Regions from separate parts of the Capra hircus genome. Here region 1 is linked to region 2. Evidence: chromatin contacts called from public Hi-C data. All regions are on one chromosome and are shown on one strand. Each heading gives the region's core, a stretch centred on a gene start, on an enhancer-like site or on the middle of the called end of the contact. The rest is flanking DNA. Distances are from core to core; before and after follow the strand shown. Region 1 holds the start of ETHE1 (persulfide dioxygenase ETHE1, mitochondrial). Region 2 has its middle 35 kb from the start of LYPD3.

Region 1 (4,640 bases), core at 1,854-4,353, 87 kb before region 2:
AAGGCACAAGGGAAGCCCAAGAATACTGGAGTGGGTAGCCTATCCCTTCTCCAGGGGATCTTCCCAACCCAGGAATCGAACTCGGGTCTCCTGCATTGCAGGCAGATTCTTTACCAACTGAGCCTGACCAGGGATCAAACCTGTGCAGTGAAATCACAGAGTCTTAGCCTCTGGACAGCCAGTAAAGTCCTTCCGGGTATATCTTTGTGACCATAGTCCTTTTGACTCACACCTCATTTCAACTCTATGCCTCTCCATGTATCTCTGAAACTCTCCAGATCTCTCTCTCTATCTCTCAATATCACTGAGTTTCTGCATCTTCCTTGTCTCTGAGTCTCTCCCCTCATAAAGTCCATCAGAAACACACTGGGAGTCTGGCAAAGCTGGCTAAGGGGAGAGGACCAAAGACGGAGCACTGGCTGTCTCCCCAAACATAGGGAGAATTACAGTCATCCCTCAGCATCCACAGGCTTTCCTAGTGGCTCAGCAGTAAAGAACCCGCCTGCAATCCTGGAGACACAGAAGATGCTGGTTCGATCCCTAGGTCGGGTAGTTCCCCTGGAGGAGGGCATGGCAGCCCACTCCAGTATTCTTGCCTGGAGAATCCCACTGATAGAGGAACCTGGTGGGCTACAGTCCACGGGCTCATGAAGTGTAGGACAGGACTGAAACTACTAAGCGTGAACATGAGTTCAGTATCCATGGGATGGGGTGGGAGTGGTTAGTTCAGGACCCCTCTTGGCTACAGAATGGGGAATGCTAATGTATCTCATATAAAATGATGTGATACAGTTGACCTCTGAATCTCTGACCCTCTAGGTGAGGGTGGGGTGCCCTATTCTCGCTATTTATATGATTCCAAAGAGTAAACTTTCAGGCTGCCCATGACTAGACGTGTTTCTTACACCAACTCTAGGTCCTTGGTGTAAATTAACAAAAGCCATTTTTAGAGGTTCACATTCCAAAAGAGGCCAAATGATTCCAAACCCGATTTTGCAAGGCATCATGGAAAATTATGTATTTATTTGGGGCTTTCCAGGTGGCACTAATGGTAAAGAACCTGCCTGCCAATGCAGGAGACTAAGAGATGAAGATTTGATCCCTGGGTGGGGAAGATCCCCTGGAGGAGGAAATGGCAACCCACTCCAGTATTCTTGCCTGGAGAATCCCATGGACAGAGGAGCCAGTCCATAGTGTTGCAAAGAGTCAGACATGACTGAAGAAACTTAGCAAGCATTTATTTATTTATTTAGCTGCACCTAATGGCTTGTGGGATCTTAGACCTGTCAATAGTGAAAGTGCCGAGTCTTAACCCTGAACGCCCAGGGAATTCTGGGAAATTATTTTTTTTAATGATTTTTTTCCTGGGAAGAGATAAACATTCCGGATAAAATACTTAAGCGAATTTAAAATAAACTTTAATTGGATAATATGTTGTTCTAGAACCAGGCACCCATCCAACAGCCCCTCAAGACACTAATGACATTGCGCCAAACTTTTTTTTTTTTCTAGAAATGAGTGTCCAACTGCCTGGGTTTCCTATAAAGTGGCCCCAGAGCTATGAGTGTATTGGGGTCTCTTATTGGATTTCTACTTCTCCAGAGAAAGAAGTCTGTGCTTCTCCCAATGTACCTCCCTTGACCTTTGAGTATCTTCCTGTGTTTTGTCTTTCTGATTTTTAAAAAAATTTATTTTTTATTTTATATCAGAGTAGAGTTGATTTACAATGTTGTGTTAGTTTCAGGTGAACAGCAAAGTGATTCATTTTTACGTACACACACATCCGTTCTTTTCAGATTCTTCTCGCATACAGCTTATTACAGAATGCCGAGCAGAGTTCCCTGCGCTATACAGTAGGACCTTGCTGTTTCTCTATTTTATATGTAGCAGTGTGTGTATGTTAATGCCTAATTTATCCCTCCCCTCAACCTGTCCCCCGTTGGTAAGCATACATTTGTTTTCAAAGTCTGTGACTCTGTTTCTGTTTTGTAAATAAGTTCATTTGTATCATTTTTTAAGATTCCACGTATAAGTGATAGCACATGCTATTCATCTTTCTCTCTGACTTACTTCAGGTAGTAGGATGATCTCTAGGTCTATTCATGGTGCATTATTTCATTTTTAATGGTTGAGTAATATTCCCTTTTATTTATGTGCCACACTTTCTTTATCCATTCCCCCAGCTGATGGACATTTAGATTACTTCCTGTTTTGGCTGTGGTACAGAGTGCTGCAGGGTATGTTGGAGGGCATACTTCTTTTCAAATTGTGCTTTTCTCTGGATATGTGCCCCTGGAGGGAGAATGCTGGATCATATGGTAGTTGTATTTTTATTTATTTATTTTTTTGAAGTGAAGAAGTGAAGTGAAGTCGCTCAGTCGTGTCCCACTCTTTGTGACCCCATGGACTGTACCGTACCAGGCTCCTCCGTCCACGGGATTTTCCAGGCAAGAGTACTGGAGTGGGTTGCCGTTTCCTTCTCCAGGGGATCTTCCCCACCCAGGGATCGAATCCAGGTCTTCCACATTGTAGGCAGACGCTTTTTTTCTTTTAAGGAACCTTTATACCGTTCTCCCGGAGAAGGCAATGGCACCCCACTCCAGTACTCTTGCCTGGAAAATCCCATGGACGGAGGAGCCTGGTGGGCTGCAGTCCATGGGGTCGCTAAGGGTCGGACACGACTGAGCGACTTCACTTTCACTTTTCACTTTCATGCATTGGAGAAGGAAATGGCAACCCATTCCAGTATTCTTGCCTGGAGAATCCCGGGGACGGGGGAGCCTGGTGGGCTGCCGTCTGTGAGGTCGCACAGAGGCGGACACGACTGAAGCGACTTAGCAGCATACTGTTCTCCACATAGTGGTTGTAACTCTTCCAACAGTGTAGGAGGGTTCCCTTTTCTCCCCACCTTCTCTACCATTTATTGTTCATAGACTTTTGATGATGGCCATTCAGGCCGGTGTGAGGTGACTGTTCTTTGTTTCTCCGGGTCTTGCTGTCTCCTCTCTTCAGTCTTTCCAAACTCGCCAGCCTCGCTCTGCTCAGCCCCGCCCTCGGTCCGGGCAGTCGCGGCTCCTTTAAGGCGGGCCCCGCCCCCGCCCTGCCCCTCCGGGGTCAGCCAGCGGAGCAGCGGGCTTCCGCGGGCATTCGTCCTCCGCTCCGTCCCTACTCTTCCTTGGGCACCATGGCGGGGTCTGCACTGAAGGTCGCCGGCCGACGGCTCAGTCAACACACAGGGTCTGGAGCCCCCGTTCTCCTACGGCAGGTTCGCTGTGGCTGGACCCGGGAGCAAGATTACTGGGTCCTGAGCGGGTGCAAGGGCGGAACTCCTGGGTCCTTTAAATCCGGAGAGATACCCTGGCCCCAATCCTAGATCTTGGAGGAAGTGGTGTGGGGCTAGACTCTTGAGTCCTTTAAAGGTGGTGGTGGTGGGGGTGGGGTGAGGGTGGGGTGGTTCTGGAATCCCCCGGGCTTGGGGCCGGCAACCTGCCTCTATTTCAGAATGGGTGATGGGGACCCAAATTTGGGGACGGATGGATGTTGGAATTCTTTGGTTTAGACAGTAAAACGGGTCTGGAGTTTCTGGGCCGAGATCTTAGGAAGACACTCGAGTTGAGGCCTGGGCTCCTGGGCCCGCAATGAGTGGAAGTCCGATTCTGCGCTCTTAGCTGTACCCGCCCCGTTTCCCAGATGTTTGAGTCCAAGAGCTGCACCTATACTTATCTTCTGGGGGACCGAGAGTCCCGAGAGGCGGTTCTGATCGACCCGGTTCTGGAGACAGCGCAACGAGATGCCCAGTTGGTCAAGGAGCTGGGGCTGCGGCTGCTGTATGCGGGTCAGTGTGGAGCTCCTAGGGTCTGAGGGCGCGGGGCCGCAGCTTGGAGCGGGAAGCCGGAGACCCGGACTCCTGGGTCTCAGGGCCGGCGGGGGCGGGCGCTGGGGGCTGGAATCCCGGGTCCTCTCTGTGCCCTCCCGGACCTGGCCCTCCTCTCTCTCCCAGTGAATACCCACTGCCATGCGGACCACATTACCGGCTCCGGGCTGCTCCGGTCCCTACTTCCCGGCTGCCAGTCTGTCATCTCCCGCCTTAGCGGGGCCCAGGCTGACTGGCACATTGAGGATGGAGACTCCATCCAGTTCGGGCGCTTCGTGAGTTGGATGCTGGGCCTAAGAGGGAGGTGGCCTGGACTTCCTGTGCTAAAGGGAAGTGGGGATGGAGGCCTGGGCTTCTGAGACCTGGGGTAGGAGGGGCGGCCAGGCCTGAGTTCCTATCTGTCTCTTGGAGGAGTTTCTGTCTCTGGGAGGAGGGCACCATAAACCCAGGTGGAAAAGTGGGCCAAGAGTCTCTGGCAGGTGTGCCTCTGACCGAACCCCTTAAGTCAACAACACTTAAAAGAGTTTTCTGTAACCTTGTGGCAACTCCTTTGCAGTTGGAGTCTCATAATATTTAACTGGAGCTGGAATTCCAAGGTCATAGATAGAAGAAGGTGCATCCAGCAGCCCCAGAGCAAGGACTAACTAGGGTGAGGCAAGTGAGGTGCCTCGGGCGCAACACTTAAGGAGGCGCTCATTCTCACGTCTGTGAAACGACAGGGCTGGCACCTTCCAGTGGGTGCCTCCTTAAATATTGCGCCCCTTTA
Region 2 (4,707 bases), core at 1,834-4,333:
CTGACTCATTTGAAAAGACCCTGATGCTGGCAAAGATTGAAGGCAGGAAGAGAAGGGGATGACAGAGGATGAGATGTTTGGATGGCATCACCCACTCAACGGACGTGAGTTTGGGTAGAGTCCAGAGTCCGTGATGGATAGGGAGGCCTGGCGTGCTGTGGTTCATGGGGTTGCAAAGGGTCGGACAGACTGAGCGACTGAACTGAACTGAACGACCCCATGGAGAAATAGAGATCTGGAGAGGTAGTCTCTAGTCCAGAGTTTCAGAATGAATCAAGTGGTGGACCCAGGATTTGAACCGAAAGCAATCAAGAATAACTCGGAGCCACTGTGGGAATTTGAAGCCAAGAAGTCAGGTTGGTGTTTTGAGAACGCCCTTTGGTGGCTGGATGGAGCACGGTCAGCTGAGTTAGCATCTACCCTGGCCCTGACCCCGACACCTCCTCTTAGGAGTCCCTGCTTTCTAGGAGCCTTGGAGAAAGGCAGACACACCCTGGTATTCTTTCCTGAGAAATCCCCTGAACATTAGCTCCCTGGCTCTGCAGAGTACTCCTGTTTCAATATTTGGCTAATGCAGCGACAACATTGAACTATATTCAGCTGTGGACACTGCCTGGGTTCCAAGATGTCTTCTTGAAGGAAGTGACATTAGAGCAGAGCTTTAAAGGACAGGTAGTCAAGGCCTGAGAGAATCCCCCTTGTTCTGGGAAAAGGGTGCATCTTTGTGTGGGAGGGAGCCTGGCCAAGGAGGCTTGGTAAATAGGTCAGGACCCATTTGGGAAAGTACTCTGGCTTTGGCACTTTTTCTGGTAGCTTAGTTTGGACCTGCAGATTTCCCATACCATTTAGCTTCTGCAGTAGCAATGCTGTGTAACAAACCAGCCCTGACCCTCAGTAACTTTCATTTAGCTCACAAGTTTGTGGTGCCTGGGCAATTTAGGCTGATCTTGGCTGAATGGTTTTCCTGGGCTCAGCTGTGCTTACCCACAAGTCTGGGGCAGGGTAGGGGGTGGTGGTGGGGTGTCAGCTGTTGGGTGATCTAGCCTGGTCTCATCGCAACAAAAGTACAGGTTGAAATGGGTGGGGGCCCCTCAATTAAGACTTAGGCTGGGGATTGGCGCTCTGTCACTTCCAACTCATTCTGCTGGTGAAAGCAGGTCCCACAGCCAACCCAGAGTCATGTAACTACAAAGTTACATGGTAAAGAGTGTGAATACGGGGAGGGGTGAGGAATCGGGGGCCAAAAGTTATCATCAGCTCAGAGATCTTGGGCTCTGCTCCCCAGCAGGAGACATCAGAGCTTGTCTCTGAGAGGACCCCAGAGAGCTCCCAGGTCATGGCTCTTTGCAGAAAACTCTCAGGCCCAGGGTGGACAGGGTTTATGTGGGGAAAGGGAAAGTGAAGTTGCTCAGTCGTGTCCGACTCTTTGCGACCCCATGGACTGTAGCCTACCAAGCTTCTCAGTCCATGAGATTTTCCAGGCAAGAGTACTGGAGTGGGTTGCCATTAGGGAACACAATAGGGAGAATGGCAGGGGGAAGAAGCTGTTGTGTCTACATTTCTCATTTGGGTGTGGCTGTCTAGAGGGAGCTGGCGGGAAGCTTGGAAGACATCCACGTTTGCTGGCTGTTGAAGAGTGAATGCCTTATTTGATCATATCATTGCATTATCTGTTTTCTAAAAATATTTATTTATTTACTTATTTTCCTTTGGCTGCCCTGGGTCTTAGTTGCAGCCTGAGCAATCTTTTATCGTGGCATTCGAATTCTTAGTTGCAGCATGTGGGATCTAGTTCCCTGACCAGGGATTGAACCTGAGTCTTAGCCACTGGCCCACCAGGGAGGTCCCTGCATTATCTGATTTGAGGTTTTTAATCTAAATATATTAATTTAGATCTATTTATCATTCAATTATACATGGGCTATGTTTTTCTGAATTTTTGTCTTTAGCTCAATGAAGCCTTGCTTTGTAAATAAAGGTGCAGATGAGGGATTCATGCATCCTAAGATCTTTGGAGTCATTTCGAAATCTTTCCTCCTAGTTCTTGTGTAAGCTTTGAGCCCTGCAAACCCACATTCCTTCTTGTGTGCCCTGCAGAAGCCACTTAATCATCCCAGCAGTTCCCTATAGCCAGATTATGATTACCTCCATTTGACGAGCGAAGAAAATTGAGTGGTTTCCACAAGTAAGTTTCCCAGAACTTTTGCTGCTTGTAAAAATGATTGGATCCAGATGATTCTAGAACTTCCCTGGGTATTTTTTTTTTTTTTTAAGCGAGGTTCACTGGGCTGTCACCCTCAGAATGGAGACAGCTGTCTGGGCACAGAGGCCTGACCGGGACGCAGGCACACTCCCATCTCTCTGGCAACACAGCATGCAGAACGGAGGGGCTGGTCTCTGCAGTTGTCATTCTTACAGGAACTGCGGGTGTGGGTTTTTCCTGACTCTTGATCTGGAGTAGCCTCCCTATTCTCAGGGCTCATAGGCTTTGAGAAAGTCAAGTCTGGAATAACAGCAATCCTTTTACAGCTAATCTGGCAAGCCCAAGCCCATTCTTTCACATTTGGAAGCTGTATCATTCATTTGGCCTTTCCAAGTGGCCTTAGTGGTAAAGAAGCCGGCTGTCAATGCAGGAGACATGAGACTTGGTTTGATCTCTGGGTCAGAAAGATCCCCTGGAGGAGGGCATGGCAACCCACACCACTATTCTTGCCTAGAGAATCCCATGGACAGAGAAGCCTGGCAGGCTGCAGTTCAGAGGGTCGCAAAGAGTCGGACAGGACTGAAGCAACTTAGCACACAGCAGCATCATGCATTTGGAGTATTAATTATTTTCCCTATGTGTTACCAATCAGAGCTCAAATTTCTTGATACTTATCTCAAAGCAGTAGGAGGTACAGGGGAGGTGCCAGCCACGCAGAGATATTATTCTGGCCCAGGGCAAAGGACCTGGGTTCAGTGTTGGGCTCTTGTAACACTGATGGTGTTCCAGGCTCTTCCCAGTCCTATCACTGCACCCAGCTTGGAGCTGGGAGGACGTTATCAGCCCACACCCTGGCACCCTCAGCCTGCGCCCACCAACCTCCCGGGAGGGCTGCCCAGGTGCAGGGACAGCCCAACGATTAGGAAGTGCTTCCAGACAGAGTCTTGAGCCAGGTTGAGTTCTGAGAGTCCCATACGTCCAATTTTTGGCAACTGCAAATATTGCTGCCAGGAACATTCTTGTCTGAGTCCTTTGGTGGACATACCTATGCCCTCCTATCCAGTATGTAGGCAGGGCTGCAAGTGCAGGGTTAAAGGATATATGTATATATATATGTTTAGCAGAATACTGAGAAACAGTTTTCTCAAGTAGTTGTATACACTTGCTGAATTTTGAACCAGGGGATCGTATTTCCTATTTAAATTAAAAAAAAAATTTAGGCGTACAGCTACAAACACCACCAAATTGCCCAGACATTGCTTACATTGAGTGTATTAGTTTCCAATCGCTGCTATAACAGCTGACCACAATCTTAATGGCTTAGAATAACACAAGTTTATTATCTTACAGTTCTGGAGGTCAGAAATCTTGCATAGGTCTTCTTGGGCTAAAATCAAAAGCCTTCTTCTTTCAAAAGAGACTTCCCTCATGGTCCAGTGGCTAAGACTTCACGCTCCCATTGCAGGGGGCCCAGGTTGTCTCTGCTCAGGGAACTAGATCCCGCATGATGCAACTAAGCGTTCGCATGCTGGAACTAAAGACCCCACAAGACCTGGTGCAGCCAAATTCATAAATATTTTTTAAAAGGGAAAAAAAAAAAAAAAAAAGGAGGCTCTAAGAAAGAATCTGCTCCTTGCCTTTTCCAGTTTCCAGAGGCTGCCTGCATTCCTTGGCTCCCAGCCACATAACTCTGACTTCTGCTTCTGTCCACACATCTCCTTCTCTGACTCTGACCCTCTTGCCTCCCTTGTATAAAGACCCAAGTAGTTACACTGGACCTTTCCTGATAATTGTCAGGATAATCTTCCCATCTCAAGATGCTTGAGTTAAGCACACCTGCAAATCCCCTTTTGCCACACAGCATCACATAGTCACAGGTCCTAGGGATTAGGATGTGGAAATTCTAGGGGGGGCATTATTCTATCTCCCGGGCTTCCCAGGTGGCACTAGTCGTAAAGAATCCACCTGCTTAATTCAGGAGACAAAAGAGGCACGGGCTCAATCTCTGGGTTGGGATGATCCCATGGATGAGGAAACTGCAACCCGCTCCAGTATTTCTGCCTGGAGAACCCCATGGACAGAGGAAGCTGGGGGCTACAGTCCACCAGGTCACACAGAGTCGGACACGACTGAAGCAGTTGAGCACGTGTGTACGCATTCTATCTCCCACACCGAGCCACAGTTTCGGTACCAACAGAAAGACTCGTGTCACCCTCTATGGGTCACAGATCTGAATCAGCACTGGCTGTGGTGGCTGTGAGTGGGCCATCAGGCTCTGGCAAAAGAACATAAAACCCAAAATGACATCTCCTGCTTGGCAAGGCTCTCCATACCCAATTGGTCCCTGCAGAAGTGGGTGGCCAGGTCTTCCCCTATTCATTACTGAGATTTCATCTCAATATTATTCCGATAATGACTTTGAGCTCTTCTTCTTCTTTTTATTTTGCCATGCTGCCCAGCTTATGGGATCTTAGTTCTTTGACCAGGGATCAAACCTGTGCCCC

Evidence for each region. A called contact is a pair of places that touch in the nucleus more often than the background predicts.
Region 1: a contact with region 2 is called in a Hi-C map of blood, with 4 times the contacts expected there. The contact joins the promoter of ETHE1 here to the enhancer-like site in region 2. A contact is called at or near these places in 2 of 5 Hi-C or Micro-C datasets (both in blood).

Annotation. Positions count from the first base shown.
Region 1 is chr18:52,739,320-52,743,959 of ARS1.2, reverse strand. ETHE1 (persulfide dioxygenase ETHE1, mitochondrial) reads left to right here and starts at 3,103. Exons shown (of 7, transcript XM_018062515.1): 1 at 3,103-3,265; 2 at 3,691-3,835; 3 at 4,001-4,149. The coding sequence starts at 3,185.
Region 2 is chr18:52,651,952-52,656,658 of ARS1.2, reverse strand. No RefSeq gene overlaps it. Among named protein-coding and RNA genes, the nearest start is that of LYPD3, 35 kb to the left of the region's middle. Within about 2 kb of position 3,083, at least 2 of the 5 cell types and tissues checked have an H3K27ac peak or open chromatin away from gene starts, as enhancers often do.